Regions from separate parts of the Sus scrofa genome. Here region 1 is linked to region 2. The links are chromatin contacts, called in public promoter capture Hi-C maps. All regions are on one chromosome and are shown on one strand. Each heading gives the region's core, a stretch centred on a gene start, on an enhancer-like site or on the middle of the called end of the contact. The rest is flanking DNA. Distances are from core to core; before and after follow the strand shown. Region 1 holds the start of OCLN (occludin). Region 2 holds the start of SLC30A5 (solute carrier family 30 member 5).

Region 1 (2,979 bases), core at 211-2,710, 320 kb after region 2:
CATTCAAAATCTACATAGTCATATTAAAGTAGCTGTAGGATGACTTCCATGAAAAAAAACAGCAATTAGATTGATTACTCATTAAGGCTGTCATCATTTTTAAATACCTTATATTTATATAATGCTTTTATTTCCTTAAGTATTGAGCTGTGTCTTAAGATCTAATGTAGGAGAGAGTCACATCCCTAACCACTTAATTAGAGGAAGAGAAGTGGGTGGGATTGGACTGAAATTTATTAGCAATGCTGACATTCCAGACTGAAACACAAAGTGAGCAGGATTTACAGGCTAATTTCTAGCCTTCAATGCAGACACTTAAGTAGCAAGAACTAAAACTGCCCCATTCAGTTGTGCAATTAAAAAAAAAAGAAATACAACATGCATATAGATCAGTGTATACAGCGTTAAGTGCAGACTATGAGTTTTCCTAAATTGAACACTCCTTTGGAAAGAGCCTAGGGATCGAGAGCACACAGAACTAGGGCAATTTTTTTTTTTCCCTTTAAGCCAAAGAGGCTATTTATATAGTTTAGATCCCCCCAAGAACAGCCTCTCAGTCACACCATAGTTAAATGTGGGAGGGAAGGGCAGAGGACCCTGAACCGGTAGTAACGTATATTGGAGTATGCACTTAATTTTGACGGCAAGTTCACTGACACCATTATCTACAGTACTTCACCTGCACAGAACCATTCTGAGTAATGATCTTTTTCTGGATCCAGACATTCAGAAACCATTCTCAAAACCCCGCATGACTTTCAAAAATTTCTTTGCAACAAAACTTTAACCACATTTTCGGAGCAGGAAAGTTTTGTGTGAGATCGTGCCTTTTTTGTCAAAGCGCTGAGCACCCCTGGACACTTTTCAGACCTTACTTGCCAAACACTCTGCAGTTCTACCCGAAGCCCACCGGTCTCCCAGCGCTTCCCAGATGGTCCAGGACCCCTCCCCAACCTCTCAATGTCCGAGACCCCACCCCAAGCAGCCCTTCGGTGCTCTGTCCCCTGTGCTTCAGGCCAAAAGGCCGCACTGTTCCTTTAACGCCGGGCGCAGCAAGGGTGTGCGAAGGGCTGGTTACTCCCGCCTCCTTCTCCACCGCTCCCTTCCCCCTCCCATCTGAGTTTCAGGTGGATGGATCACGGTGGGAGGAGGCCACCACACCACTCCTCCTCGCCCGTGTCCACCACCCCCTTTCTCCTTCCTCTGGTTGGGGCGGCGGGACTCCGGGGAGAGCTAGACAGAGCGCCGCAGAGCCCTCGCGGGGTGCAGCAGGTGGATCTCGGGGCGGCGGGGGCGGGGGGGTAACTGGCACACGGGCCTGGCTTTGGTGCGCATGCCCGTGGGCCGGACGGCGGGGTGGGTGGGGAGAGGAGGAGGAGGGGAGAGGAGGAGAGGGGAGGAGGGTGGAGAGGAGGAGGGCTGGGTCCCCAGCTGAGCCGCGGGGCGAGCTGGCCGTCTGCACTGCGTCAGGTGCACCCTCCAGGTGAGCGCGCTCCTTGGGTCTCGCCTTTCCAGGTGGGTCGGGCCAGGCTGCGGTGAGAAGGTGAGAGTTGGGCGCCGCGCCCAGGGCGCACGAGGGGCCCTTCTGTCTGGTAGGAGCGGCGCGGGGGGAGGAAGCCCGCGCTGGTTTCGGTGGCGGTTTCGTCCCTGGGCTGGGACTCGCGGGAAGCGAAAAGGCGCGGGTCGTCCGAGGGAGCCGCGCGGGGCGAACTTGAGAGGCTGCCTCCCGAGCGGGGGTGCGCTTGGAGACGCCCATCAACTTCTGCCGCGGAAACGCTTGAAGCCACCGGTGTCTAGGCGGTGGGGGCAACCTTTCGGTTACATGGGGGCTGGCGGGAAGTTAAGTGAACAGCGAGGATCCTGCGCCCAGCTCTCCGAGGTACAGTTGGGAGGGAGGGTCCTCGCGAAGAGGGTCCTCGGGGAAAGTGGGCTCTGATCCTGAGCACTGGAGCGAGGGGGGTCGGCTCGCTGGCCGGGGCGTGGCGGTTAGGACCCCCGGGGGACCTCCTCGACGCCATCCCGCCCCACCCTTTTGGGTACCCCAGGGGGAGAAGGGGTGGCCAGATTTAATCCGTGCAATATTCCTGGAGACGTGGGGTGGGCCGATGGGCTGTTTTCAAGCCCCTGGGGGGCAGTTGTGTGGTTCCGCGTGGATTTAAGCTGGGGGGCGGGGACTTAATTTCGAGTGTAGCTGTACTTCGAGGGAAGCCGCACACGCCTGGGCTATTTCACCCGTGACCTAAAGGCCGCCGCCAGGTGGGCGGACCTGCCTCGGGGCCGTCCGTGCTCGACGAGCGCTCACGGCCCGGGGCGCTCTGGAAGTGGCGGGGGTGCATGACCTCCGGGACCTGGCCCCGGCCGGCCGGCCGCGCGCTCCTGCGACCCGGGGAAGGGCCGGCCCGGCGCGCAGCGGACATGTTGCCTGTGTCGGACCAAGTGTGTGAGGCCAGGTGGGTGGAGGGGCCAGGCGGGCGGAGGGGCCAAAATGGCCTCTGCACCTTGCGGCTGCAGCAGCGGCTCCAAGACCCTCCGGTCCCAGGTGAAGCGACTGAGACGGAGGAGAAGCCGGGGCATCCCTGGGCCGGGTAGCCTGCCCACCCGGGAGGTGACCCGGGGCAGGCAGGAGGCAGATTTCCAGGTTACTGTGTGGCCCTCACGCACTACAGGTATATTATTGCGATCCCTGGGAAAGAGAATCCCTTCCTCTTAAGGCCCTTAGGCTTTTTGATAGAAAACTAGTTCTTTCCAGACAGTGGTAGAGTTCTCAACTTTGCATTCCCTAGTGTAACAGTGTTTCCTTTGCACTGTATGTATTGAATATTTTGTCTTCCTGGTGTTTTAAAATAAACACCTTATTTGTCTTAGTTTTGGCTGTGTGTGGCATGCGGAAGTTCCTGGACCAGGGCTCCAACCTGTACCAGAGCCTCAGCAGTGGCAAAGCGAGATCCTTAACTTCTAGGCCACCAGGGAAGTCCCCTA
Region 2 (3,115 bases), core at 446-2,945:
ATGAGGTGGTGGGTTTGATCCCTGGCCTCGCTCAGTGGGTTAAGGAGCTGGAATTGCCGTGAGCTGTGGTGTACGTCGAAGATGTGGCTCGGATCCCGAGTTGCTGTGGTGTAGGCCAGCGGCTATAGCTCCAGTTAGACCCCTAGCCTGGGAACCTCCATATGCCACAAGTGCAGCCCTAAAAAAAAGCACAAATGCATCTTTAGCTTTTAAATTTCATGCCTTCCTCTGCATTCTACACATACGACACATCTTCCCACAATGTTTTTCTCCCATATCCAAAACCTTATCCAAGTTCGAGGTCAGGTCCTATCAGTGAGTCTTTTCCGGCTAAATCCCTATCTGGTTATTTGGAAAACCTTAGCATTTGAGAATTTAATGTGTAATGTTGCTAAGGTCTTGCTCTCAAATTGCTAAATATTTTTCACAATAGATTACAAAGTCCCAGCAGGCAGAGACTAGGACTTCTCGTTCTCTTATATGTTATTAACACTTTCTGTATATTCAAATTAAGTGTAGCATAAGCTAATCATAATTTACACTGTTCAAAACCCCATTTTCATCTCCGAATCCCAGTCCTCAAATTTCCCTATGAATAATTAACATGTATTGATTAGTATATACCATTCACTGTTATTCACACTTCACTTCTCTTTTGTGTGTGTGTGTGTGTGTCTTTTTAGGACCGCACCCATGGCATATGAAGTTTCCCAAAGGGGTGAAATCGGAGCTGTAGCCACTAGCCTGCACTACAGCCACAGCAAAGCTGAATTCCAGCCGTGTCTGCAACCCACACCACAGCTCACTGAAATACTGGATCCTTAACCCACTGAGTGAGGCCAGGGAGCGAACCTGTGTCCTCACGAATGCTAGTCAGATTCCTTTTCGCTGAGCTACTGACAGGAACTCCACTTTTCACATTTGAACACACACAATCCTCCCAAGAACCCGAGGATACAGATATTACTACTCTTACTTTCCAGATCAGAAAACGAGTCAGAAAGGACAAGTGACACAATTAGTAAGTGGCAGATTTGTGAATCAAATCAAGACAGACACTGGAGACCATTTTCTTAACTTTTTAGTAACATAAAAATAACCCTAATAAGGGCTGGTCCTACCTGCCTAGGTTTACTGGCCTGCAGGATTAAGCAGCACAGTTTAGGAGCCAGAATTTAAAAGAAACTCTATTTCGTCACACGCTGTGTATTTCCTCCGCCCCTGCCCTCCGCGGCAGAAGAATCCGCTATATTCCTGACGACCCGTTGGTGGCGCTGCAGGACAGGTATGCGCTGAGGCCGCGTCAATGAGAGAGGCTGAGAGGGGGTGAAGATTCGATCTGTAGCCCCGCGGTGGGAGGAGCCTAAGGAAGAGGGAGGGCTGGCGAGTGGTGTGTCCTGCGCAGGCGCAGAACCTGGCACTCCCCCGAGAGTGAGGGCTGCTGGGTCGGTGACGTGGCCTGGCAGCGTCCACTCCGGTGAGCCTCCGGGGAGCCCCGCGCCGCCGGAACTGTCCGTGGCCTAGTCCCGACGCGTGTGTGCTTGCGAGCCGGGGACAGCGGCGGCGGCCCGGCCTGCGGGGACCCGACAGGGCCGCTGCCATGGGGAAGTGACGCGCTTGCGACCGCTGTTCCGCGGCAGCGGCGAGACATGAGGAGACCCCGCGGCAGGGGCAGCGGCGGCGGCTCCTGATCCCCGCGATGGAGGAGAAATACGGCGGGGAAGTGTTAGCCGGCCCAGGCGGCGGCGGCGGCCTCGGGCCGGTGGACGTGCCCAGCGCTCGGTAAGGGACTGATCTGGCACCCGCCTCCCGATCTGCGGTCTCCCCGCGCAGGCGAGCTCCCTCTCCCTCCCGTCCCGTTGACAGCCCGGGACTCCTCCTCGGTTCTGCACGCGCCCCGGAGCCCTCCGTCCTCCCTGCTTCGGCTCCCAGGCCGCCTCTAGCTTTCTTTGGCTCCGCCGTCCCTCTCTGCAGAATGAATGCTCTAAGATCCAAGGAGGTTCTGCTTGAGATCTGGGTTTCCAGGCAGACCGTTAACCTTAGAACTGCCAGCCAGTTGACGTGAGAGGTTTTTCTGACCTATGAGAAGCATTTCTGTTGGCTGTTTCTCCCCGAAATAATGGGTTGGTGATACTTAACCTTTCTGACGTCTGCCTGCGTAAGTTAGAGGAAGGGTCACCGTCATCTCTTGAGGCGAAGAAACCAAAGTACAAACAGATGAACTTTGATGTTCAGGTTAACCCCGCACACCAAGAATCCAGCCGGTCATCTAGTTTTCCTTTCTTCGTTTATTTTGTTTTGTTATTAAGAAATGTGTGCTCGTTGTCCAAAAATTCAAGCAGCACAGAAATTCATAGAGTAAAAAGGAAAAATCCCCCCTTTATCCCCTTCCCAGCAATGCTCCCGTTAATCCCCAAGAGGTAAGTATACTGACCACTTTCCAGTGTGTCCTTCTTGACCTGTCCTAATTTCTGAGGTAGAGTGAAAGATGCGTAAAACATGGCCCAACAATTTTCATTGCCTTTATAGTTAATGAGGTTAAGTTTTTCTTGTTCTTGAAAACTCCTTTGAGATTTAAAGATGGTTTTGGTAAATTCTTGGAACTGTAGAAATAGAATCACTAACGCAACTTTTTTTTATGAAAAGGGAAGAACACAGCAAATGCTGGAGCAAAATTTAAATTAGCTGCATTTTCTGTAGTACAAGTTCAATTCTAATCTATTTTGAGCAACTTGTTTTTGTAAATAACAGGATATCAGGTATTATTTCCTGAGATGCGACAGCTAAATGCAGTAGGCAATTCTGATGTGGATTTCTAGAGGGGAAAATGCTGTGAAAGACAGTACTAGGTCACTTGACAAAATTGGACTCTGGACAATAGATTAGATAAAAATATATCCATGTTAAATTTCCTGTAGTTGATAACTGCACTGATTTTATGAGTATGCTCATGATCTTAGGAAACACAAGTATTTAGGGATAAAGTAGCAGGATGTATGTAACTTACTCTTTGAAAAGTTCAGGGGAGGGAGTTCCTGTCATGGCTTAGTGGTTAACGAATCTGACTAGGATCCATGAGGATGCAGGTTTGATTCCTGGCCTCGCTCAGTGGGTT

Evidence for each region. Promoter capture Hi-C pulls out the DNA fragments that hold promoters and counts their contacts.
Region 1: a promoter capture Hi-C map of liver shows a contact between it and region 2, with 5 times the contacts expected there. The contact joins the promoter of OCLN here to the promoter of SLC30A5 in region 2. A contact is called at or near these places in 1 of 5 promoter capture datasets (liver) and 2 of 47 Hi-C or Micro-C datasets (epiblast stem cells and liver).

What each region holds. Positions count from the first base shown.
Region 1 is chr16:47,599,062-47,602,040 of Sscrofa11.1, forward strand. OCLN (occludin) reads left to right here and starts at 1,461. Exons shown (of 9, transcript NM_001163647.2): 1 at 1,461-1,483.
Region 2 is chr16:47,283,279-47,286,393 of Sscrofa11.1, forward strand. It overlaps SLC30A5 (solute carrier family 30 member 5), which reads left to right and starts at 1,696. Exons shown (of 16, transcript NM_001137624.1): 1 at 1,696-1,782. The coding sequence starts at 1,700. LOC110257255 reads right to left here and starts at 2,185. Exons shown (of 3, transcript XM_021076818.1): 1 at 2,180-2,185; 2 at 1,122-2,079. The coding sequence starts at 2,185. The coding sequence ends at 1,162.